2 separate regions of the Zea mays genome follow, and region 2 is linked to region 1. Evidence: chromatin contacts called from public Hi-C data. All regions are on one chromosome and are shown on one strand. Each heading gives the region's core, a stretch centred on a gene start, on an enhancer-like site or on the middle of the called end of the contact. The rest is flanking DNA. Distances are from core to core; before and after follow the strand shown.

Region 1 (4,710 bases), core at 1,348-3,847:
ATGCAGAGTCTACACCAACTGGCAACAGAGAGAAATCATCAGTTCATGTACAGGTTATGTGAGAACAGTTGCATCGTCAGGCATATCAGTCTTTCACTTGTGCCTCTCCAGCCCCATGCCTATCTTCTGTTAAGAAGGATGCAGTCCTGTCATCATTTCCCCTTCTCATCCCACAACTTTTTTAAATTTTCAATACCACCACTTCTCACATGATTCTATCTCCTAGCAAAACAGCACACTTCCACACGCTCAAAACCGCAGGTGCCATCTAAATATTATTTTTCTCATCTTGTAATCTACTGTCCTAACAATTATTGTGGTGTAGCAACATCAGGATACTGTAGCTACCCAAATGTATTGATGAGTGAAGGACAGAGCGAGGGACACAGGCTAGAGGCACGCTGATCCTGGATACTGTCAAGTTACTATCATACGAGAGATTTATAATGCTTGCAGGTATATTGCCATAGTGTTGAGATCGTCTTGTACATGTACTCATGCTGTAGGGGTTGATACGTACTTTCATAGTGGCAGGACCTATGACCTAAGATCACACCATGGGTACAACGTAGTTGATAAACGGTGTAGCTGCTTGCACTTTATAATGCTTGCAGGTATGTTGGCAAATTCAGGCGTGACTACAAGGACAATGGCACGCACTGTACAATGATCCCAGGTACCCTTGCTATCCATTGTTGTGCCTACAGGGACAATGTACAGTGGTCATGGGTACACCTGCTACCTCCGTTACGGCAACAGTGCACCTCTTTGAGCATAATGTCTCATGTCACATTTAATATGATGGAGGAAGCCTTATCTTAACAGCTCAGCACCCGGTGGTTGTCCTAGGTAGGGGTATACATGGCACCAGGGTTATACCGCTAGGGTCGTCTTGCCCTAAGGGCTTCGATTACCAAGTTGTGGATGTAGCCTACAGGGGTCCTTACACTTGGCAGAACAGTGAATTTGATTTCCGACCAGTAGAGCCCTGAACGCCAAGAGAGTCCTAAAGGCCAAGAGGTTCTTGGATCTGGTCTTTCGACATGGGGGCACCAGACTTAGCTAGAGCCGCCGGGCATGATCCCTAGAGTACGAGATCTCTGGGACACGGGGCTCGTATCAACGCCCCCCCCCCCCCCCCCCCACCTTCAGGTTTCTTGTACTGATGTAATCTTCAGAAGGCATTTGAACAATATGCGGAGATATGATTTTTCCTAGATGCTAACAACAATTATTCTTAATCGTGCAGGATCCAAGAACTTAGGGCTTCCCGTCCTCTAATCTACTAGTTCAATATCGTGTGTCATAGTTATTTGCCTTGAGCTCTTCTACATGTCACTCATTGCCTTGTATTTTAGGAGATTTTTCCATTACCATGTGAGTCAATGGTATGCCAAATAAGTTAATCAAATATTCAAATACGCATGACTTGAATGCTCTGCCTTCTGCAACCATGCGTAATTAATTTAAGAATTACATAAACTGAATTCATTTGCATAATTTCAGGAATAACAGATGGTAACCACATGGACAGCAGCCAAGCATCATAGAACTATTCTGCATTGTGTGCCATGATATTAAAAATGGTAGATTCCATACATATAAGAATCTTAGACATAATTATCAGCTCCATTCATTCAACTAATGAGGATTCTAACAGAGTGAACTGTTTCATGCTTAAGCCAAATCAACTAAATGGATTTTCTGTTTCCATTGCATGCCACACACAATGTTTCAGTTTGTTAATCCTATTGAGCAAGATTAGGGAGCAAACACAGGCCCCGCATGTTTGCGATTCGACTCCTTTTGTCAGTGCATCTGTTTGCAAACAGTTAGGAGCCTGTAGTTTTGCCGATAAAGGCAGCATATTACTATGTCCAAGACAAGAGAAACCCGGAGGAGACTATCAATGCTGAATAAATAACTGGACCCTGGAGGCAATACAGTAGTTTCGGAAATGGATTAGTGTAACCATACCCTTCTAAGACTACTACTTAAAAACGTGCAATATTATTTACTACTCCCGAAAATCTAATAGTAATAAACTAAGCAGCTGCTTGAAAAAAACAACTAATCGTAAAAATGAGGACCTCAGCTGAGGCCACCAGATTAAAAAACCAAAAAAATGCATGGACGCAAACACCACGTAACTGGTAAGTGGTATGTACTATGTAGCATTCGATTTCTCCGCGTGATCAGGAAAACCGAGAACAGCAATGCCTGCCTTGGCATAAGGCCGAAAGCGTGATGCCCGTAGATCCTACTGTGCACCCTTCGATCGGGGCACAATCGGCTCGGTTCGGCGCAAAATTGAGCCTAACTTTCGCAGAGACCGGTAACCCCACACCCCTTTATCTCGGCGGCCGCACCTGGCGCCGCTGCAGGGCACAGCAAGGAGGAAGATACAGCCGCCCTAGGGAGGGGGCGAGCCCGCCATATGACGAGGGCAGGAATCTGGCAATATCCAAGCAGGTAGAGACAAGGCGCAGGCGGGAATGGGAAGCGAACAAAAATCCAGGCAGGGAAGGGGGGCGATCATGTACCAGCGCCTCCTAGGATCGTGGATCTTGTCGCGGCCCGCTTGCCCTTGTCATCATCATTCATCTGCCTCCCGCCCCGCGTCGCGTGGCGTACACTCCGTACGCGCCGCTCACGCGATCCCTCTCACTCCCAATCATTCGCGGCGGCGTCGTGTTTCGCGGTGTCGCCATCGCCTGTTTTTTTAACCTCGGTTTGGGCCTTTGGGAGCGGAACTTGAATGGAGGATTGGAGGCTGGGTGCAGCCACAGTGCATGACACCTGTGGATCGCTGCCGCCGCGGGGTCGGCCGGTAGGACGAGAGCGTTTTGGAAGGCCGCTTGGTTTTGGTGCAACTGCCAAACGTTTATACTGTTATCTACGTGAGCTCCCATAAAATGACTCTGAAAGTTAGTTTTAAGAGTTATCTAAAAAATTAGTTGATAAATTTTAATCATTTCTCTAATAGATCCATTAAAACGACAGATTCTAGGGAGCTTAAAAAATCTTTTATTTGTAGCTATAAGTTGTTTTAAGGTCTAGAAAAAATTGATAGCATTTTAGGAGAACTGTTGGAGACACGTTTTTATATTTTTCTAAAAAAACTTGATTTAGGAGAGACTTATGATAAACGGACGTTATCTCTATTTTAGTTCTTTGGCAGTAGAAATCAGGGTATGATTGATTTTCTCTATTTTACTCTCTGTGATAGCAATTTTAAAACTAAAAAGTACGAGTGGCCTTTTAGGCTGTTTGTGACCTTCCTTAAATATAGGAATTCCTTACGTAGAAGCCCATGTAAATTAAAGCTCAGAAAAGCAGCCCAGATAAGTTGATCACTATGTATGCCGGGCTGTGTTAAGGCCCGTGTCCCGAAATCTCCAACCCAACTCATAACGTCATGGGCTTACCGCATAACGCCGGTCTTGATTCTTAAATAAATACTCAATCGGCTCATCTAGAGCAAAGTGAACTTCGCACTTTTGGCATTTCTCTCTCTCTCTCTCTCTTCTCTTTCATGTCTCTTCTCCATTTATATTCCTATAAAACACCAATTTTCCTGGTTTGCACCATCATATCTTTTTGCAAAAAAATCATTATACTCCTTTCTAATCTAACTCGTGGTCCAAATATTTTTATCTCTTTAAAAAAAATCTTTATACTTCTTTCTAGTCTAACTCGTGGTTCCACAGTCATCGTGTGTTACCCTTCCCCTTTCCGCTTTATAAAAAAAATAAGTTTACATTGGTGGTTGGCTTCACATTCACATCTAGCTAATCAATAGTTTACACATATTTTTTTGTTTAATTAAAAAAATTCTACTCATGTGATATATAAAAACCGTGGCAACGCACGAATATATGACTAGTGCTCCTTTAAAGCACGAGTCAAACATGGAACATGTTGGTACCTCGTAACTAGGGTATCCACTTCAACTGTGTCAAGGCGGATACCTGCATGGTTAGGTCTAACCGCGTACTAAGAAACTGAGCAGCCGGACCTATAGGACCGGACCCGTCTAACAGGACCGCTGGCCTCGGAACCCACTCCCTGCTCAGGTACAGCTCTGGTGCCACGTGTCCCACAAGAGAAGATGCTCAGCGACTACTCCCATGGGTCTGGACCCCCACGAGTGGGCCCGAACCCTTATGCGTGCCACCCAGACCCCCATGTGTGGGTCCTGGTCCTCCACGTAAGCCGTCCAAGCCCCATGGGTGGGTCCTTGACCTCCTCGTATGTCGTCCGGACCCCCATGATGGCTCCTAGACCTCCACGTGTACCGTACGAACCCTCATGGCGAGTCCTTGACCTCCACGTGTGTCGTTCGAACCCCCATAGGTGGGTCCCGGACCTCCTGTCTTACATCCAGACCCCGACAGGCATGACCCAAGTCTTCAGGCCAGCATGTGCCCTTGGTCCCCACTCTCCGCTCGGATAGGAGTCCAGTGTCGACACATGGCTCATGGCCGCGTGGCAGAAGCCTTCGGACAGAAGCAAGCTCACCGCCCGCATTCAATGCGAGCAATTAAGGTGTGCCCTATTGCGCACGGGGCAAGGGAAAGCTTTTGTCTGGCTGCGCAGACCCAAATGACTGGGTCGAGCATTACCGAGGCAGACCCAAATGACTGGGTCGAGCATTACCGAGTTGTTAACCAGGACCTTGAGTTGGAGATTCTATAGAACAATGTGACT
Region 2 (4,710 bases), core at 768-3,267, 300 kb after region 1:
GGTGAATTATAGCGGAGAGCATTTTCCAGAAACCCGAAGCTGAGGAGTTTGAGTTGATCTACCCTGGTGCACCGGACACTGTCCGGTGGCACACCAGACAGTCCGGTGTGGCAGACCAGGGCAGCCTTCGGTTTTCTTTCTCCTTTGTTTTGAACCCTTTCTTTTAACTTTGTATTGGTTTGTTGTGAACCTTTGGCACCTGTAGAACATATATTCTAGAGTAAACTAGTTAGTCCAATTGTTTGTGTTGGGCAATTCAACCACCAAAATCATATAGGAAAACCTTTGACCCTATTTCCCTTTCACATTTCAATTTCAAACATAACCTTTAATATTTTGTTAGGAGGGTTGGGGAGAAACTTTAGAGGTTTAGAGTTTAGGGGCTGTTTGGTTCGCTGACTAACTTGTCACACCTTGACTAACTTCTCTATCTAAGGTTAGTTCTTTAATTTAAATGACTAAACTTAGGGGTGGGCACTTTTTTACCATAAACCAAAGACCGAACCGAACCGTACCGAAATTTCGGTCTTTTCGGTAGTTCGGTTTGGTTTCGGTTTTTGTATCTCAGAAGTTCGGTTTTCGGTATCGTAATCGGTTTTCACCGTATACCGAACCGAAATACCAAAAAAACCGAATACCAAACTTTATCAATTCTAAAATTTGACTATTCGATTATGTGAACTAAATGTGTGAAGCAATTAAATTGTTATTCACTTATTTATATGTGATGTATGATGTATCTCTAAATATTTGTACCTATATAATTTTTACTTTTTAAAATTATGTGTAATCTATCATATAAACTTATTATATGTGTTGTCTTGAGTATAAGTTTGGTATTCGGTTTTTACCGAAAAACCGAAGTAAAAAACCGAAACCGAACTTCTCGATTTTTCATTTTCTAGAAAACCGATCGGTTTCTAATGTCTAGAAAACCGAAGTTTTTAAAACCGAAAAACCAAACCGAAGTTTAAAAAAACCGAATGCCCATCCCTAACTAAACTTAGGAAAAGTGCAGCGTGTTAGCCACAACCAAGCAGTCCCTTAGACTTACTTCAACGCTTCTCTCTACTGCTTCCCCCTCGCTACTTCAGCAGCTACAGTTGAACGCTAAATGCCACAGCGGTTCTCTCTACGAGCCCCCCTACCCGGTAGCATTCTTCTCTCTCCCTCTAGATGCAGAGGAACGCTATCCCGCGGTGGCCGGTCACTTCTCCTCCACGCTCGCGCGCGATATCGTCCGAAAGCTACCGGTGCGGATACGGTTGGGTTGGAAATGTATATAATATTGGTGTGGTAGGGTATAGAGGTTTGATATAGGGGGAACCGCTGTAGAGCGTGGAGATATAGGGGGAAAGAGAACGCTGACGTGACACATGAGTGAGATATAGGGGGAGAAATTTAGGGGGAACCGCTGAACACAGTCTTAGGCTGGTGCCAATGCAGGCTATAGTGAGGGCGATAGCGCCCAGCAGGAGGCGAGAGCGGGGCTGGAGGCGGGCGAGAGCGACCCGGCGGGCGCTACTGCTACCGCCCAGCGATAGGCAGGCGAGAGTGAGGCGACGCGTTGGCGATGGCGTCTTCGCGGGCGAGAGCGAGGGGCGACAGTGAGTGGTGGCTTCTGATTGGTCCACGTGTGCTATAGCCTGAGGCTGTAGCCTGCTGCAGCCTGTACACTGGAGCAGCAGGGGCGAGAGTGGAGGCGAGAGCTGACGTGGCAGGAGCGAGAGAGAGGCTGTGCACTGGACTCAGCTTTAGTGTGCACGCATCAAGCCCATTTGACTGTGCACGAGTCTCAAACCGATTTGACAGGTTTCCAAGGATCTGCATACGTTGCTATTGGCGTTTCCATCCCTACCATTTGTTCAAAATTACTCTACAGTGTAGCTGGCGCAGGTTGCAGGGTGACCGAAATGTTCTCCCAACTCCCAAGTGTGGTCCTGACTTCGGCCATCTGTAAAACCTCCATCAAAGCGGACACTAGTGTGGGGAAAAAACCCCTGCTGGGCCGTCCGCTCCCGTTCCCATCAGATCGGATCGATCACTCGACGAGACATCTCGCCTCCTCCGCCAATCGGCATGGCGGCGCTGCTGCTCCGTAGACTCGCCGGAACCCACCGCGGCCGCGTCCCGCTGGGGGCCGCCGCCGCCGCCGCCTGCGGTGGAGCGACGCTCTTCTACGCGTCGTCTTCCCCCACCGTTGTACGAAATTGAGAACTGCCTGCTGTCCTCTCCCCAACCCCATTTCATTTCTCGGGTTCTGTTTCTTCTGTCCCTAGCTACTGCTGATTTCTGAATGTGAGGTGATGCGTTTTTTTTTTGCTTGGCTCACGGTGCCGGATGATTGCAGGCGCACTTGGAGGAGACGGGCAAAGCCGCTGAGCAAGTTGGTGAGCTGCAACCCCTTTCTCTCCGAATTTGATCGGATCTAGGTTTCGTCGATGTGAGGATCGATCGTATTTATGTGTGTATGCCTATGAAACCTTCTTTCTTTGTTGCGTGGTTAGAGCTGATAATGATGTTTGCCGCTGGATTCCACCTTCACATTGTTTGGAATATGGAACACATCAGTTTTAGAGGAATTTCGCTATTCGAGGGTGACGTCTGCTGTTATGAACGATAGTCCATGGTCACATGTGTTGCTGGAGGCATACCACAGTCTAGAGTTTACATTCGTTGACGAGTTCAAGCATTCTAATATTCATGTTGCTGCACAGTGAATTTGTTGCACCCTACATATCGTTTTAAGGGGTGCTGTTCTATGAATAACTTTACATGGATAGGGTTAAACTCTGTTTTTTTTTCTTTCTTTTATCATTTATAAATCAGCTCTAAGGATACAAAATTTAGATAGTCTCAGCATACTGATGAACTTTTCTTACTTATGCTTACATTATATGGTCATTTGTGTTTTTACTTGTTATTGATGGAGCATTGTCTTGTTGTTCAGCACTTAACCCTGATAAGTGGCTAGAGTTCAAGCTCCAAGAGAAGGCAACAGTCAGTCACAACTCACAGTTATTCAGGTAGCTATTGAAGAAATTCTTCCTTAATTTCATGACTCCATGAATACTTCTTTATCTCATTTCACGGAATATGTGGCTATGCTTTTACTGTGTGGTGTATCTTAATCTCGTGCAATGCATTGTAATTGTATAAGTGCTGAATTTTGTTTTCACCAAGATTTTCATATGTACCATGCTAATGTCTTCTCCCTTTGTTTAAGTTTTATAAAGTTTATCTGCTTCATTGTGAGGCTTATGCAAGTTATTTTATCTTGTAGGTTTTCATTTGATCCATCAACTAAACTGGGACTTGATGTTGCCTCGTGCCTCATCACAAGGTATATTCTTCAACTGCAGATTGCCGTGTCTTTTTAAGGGGAGGCTCCTGTCATGGTCAATGCAAGGTGTTATGTTTTAACTGGGAGGAATTTTTGTGTTGAATTTGATTAAAATCGTGCTTATATATATTTATTCTTCTTCCAAATTCTATGTACATGTATGTTTCCTATTATCCTATTTGAAACCATTGTTCTAACGAATAACAGTTTCTGTGCAAAGCAAAATGGTTGTTTGTGTTTCTCAAATAAAAAACCTGATGTTTTCTGCTGTCTGTTCATGTTCAGGTGAATCCTTTTAGCAATTTGGTAGTCTTATCTATAGAGTAGAGAGTCTGGATTGGTTTGTAGACTATTTGCACACATTTAGCAGCTGGTATGCTTCCTATCCTGTGTGTTGACCTCCTAAAGTGAACTCATTGCAGGGCACCTATAGGCGAGGAAGCTGAGGGAAGAAGGAAATATGTTATTCGCCCGTAAGTTCTATGCTAGATAAATCAAATGCATAATGTAGTCCAGTATAGAATTAGCCTGCCTTAAGTGTCATCTACCTGAATGCCCTTTTGGAACTTAAGTTACTTGATGTAAAAGCATTAGCAAAAATAAGAAAGAAGCATAAATGGAAGCTGATCTCTAGCATAGCAATATGTTTTTCTCTGATCATATTGAAATTACTAATTTATCATGTTTCCTTCAGGTACACACCTATCTCTGATCCAGACTCTAAAGGATATTTTGACCTACTGATCAAGGTATGCTAAAAAGTCACTCTATAAATTCCAGAGCCTTGTAACTGTCTTATAAATAACTAGAGTCCAATTTAAGTTGATCATGGAAATGGAATCAGAATTAATAGAATAGTGGTCTGCTTTGAATTCTGTTTGTGTGCATAATGTGTGTTTTTCCTTTTTGCCAACTGTACGCTGTACAGGTTTACCCTGATGGAAAAATGAGTCAGTATTTTGCAAGTTTGAAGCCAGGAGATGTTGTTGAAGTCAAAGGGTATTATGACATGAAAATTTTATTGGGTTTTTATACATGCTGCTGCCTTTTGTCACTCAAGCTTTTTATGATTTTGCTAGGCCCATTGAAAAGCTCAGATACAACCCGAACATGAAAAAACAAATTGGGATGGTAAGATAGCCTTAACTTGCTTTGACCTTTTGATTTCATCCCTGCAAGGATTTTTTTTCGAAAACGCAGGAGAGCTGCGTATCAATATATTAAGAAGAAAGGGTGAGGCAAGATAATTTTTCATGTATTTGATTCAATTGTTTTTAGCTCGTATGTTTGTTTTACCTTGATTAGAGAGTAACCCTGCAGATACTATAGCTGTTGAATAATGTGCATGCCTTTGGTTCCAGATCGCT

The links. Hi-C and Micro-C count contacts between places; a contact is called where the count stands out from the background.
Region 2: a Hi-C map of endosperm shows a contact between it and region 1, with 4 times the contacts expected there. The contact joins the promoter of LOC103649684 here to the enhancer-like site in region 1. A contact is called at or near these places in 3 of 25 Hi-C or Micro-C datasets (bundle sheath, endosperm and tassel).

What each region holds. Positions count from the first base shown.
Region 1 is chr3:11,230,329-11,235,038 of Zm-B73-REFERENCE-NAM-5.0, forward strand. No RefSeq gene overlaps it. Among protein-coding and RNA genes, the nearest start is that of LOC100382270, 19 kb to the left of the region's middle. Within about 2 kb of position 2,598, at least 16 of the 20 cell types and tissues checked have an H3K27ac peak or open chromatin away from gene starts, as enhancers often do. A contact at or near this core is called in endosperm and tassel, where this site is marked.
Region 2 is chr3:11,532,743-11,537,452 of Zm-B73-REFERENCE-NAM-5.0, forward strand. It overlaps LOC103649684 (NADH-cytochrome b5 reductase-like protein), which reads left to right and starts at 2,018. Exons shown (of 13, transcript NM_001319756.1): 1 at 2,018-2,202; 2 at 2,351-2,390; 3 at 2,951-3,026; 4 at 3,284-3,343; 5 at 3,766-3,816; 6 at 4,038-4,092; 7 at 4,272-4,342; 8 at 4,423-4,474; 9 at 4,705-4,710. The coding sequence starts at 2,080.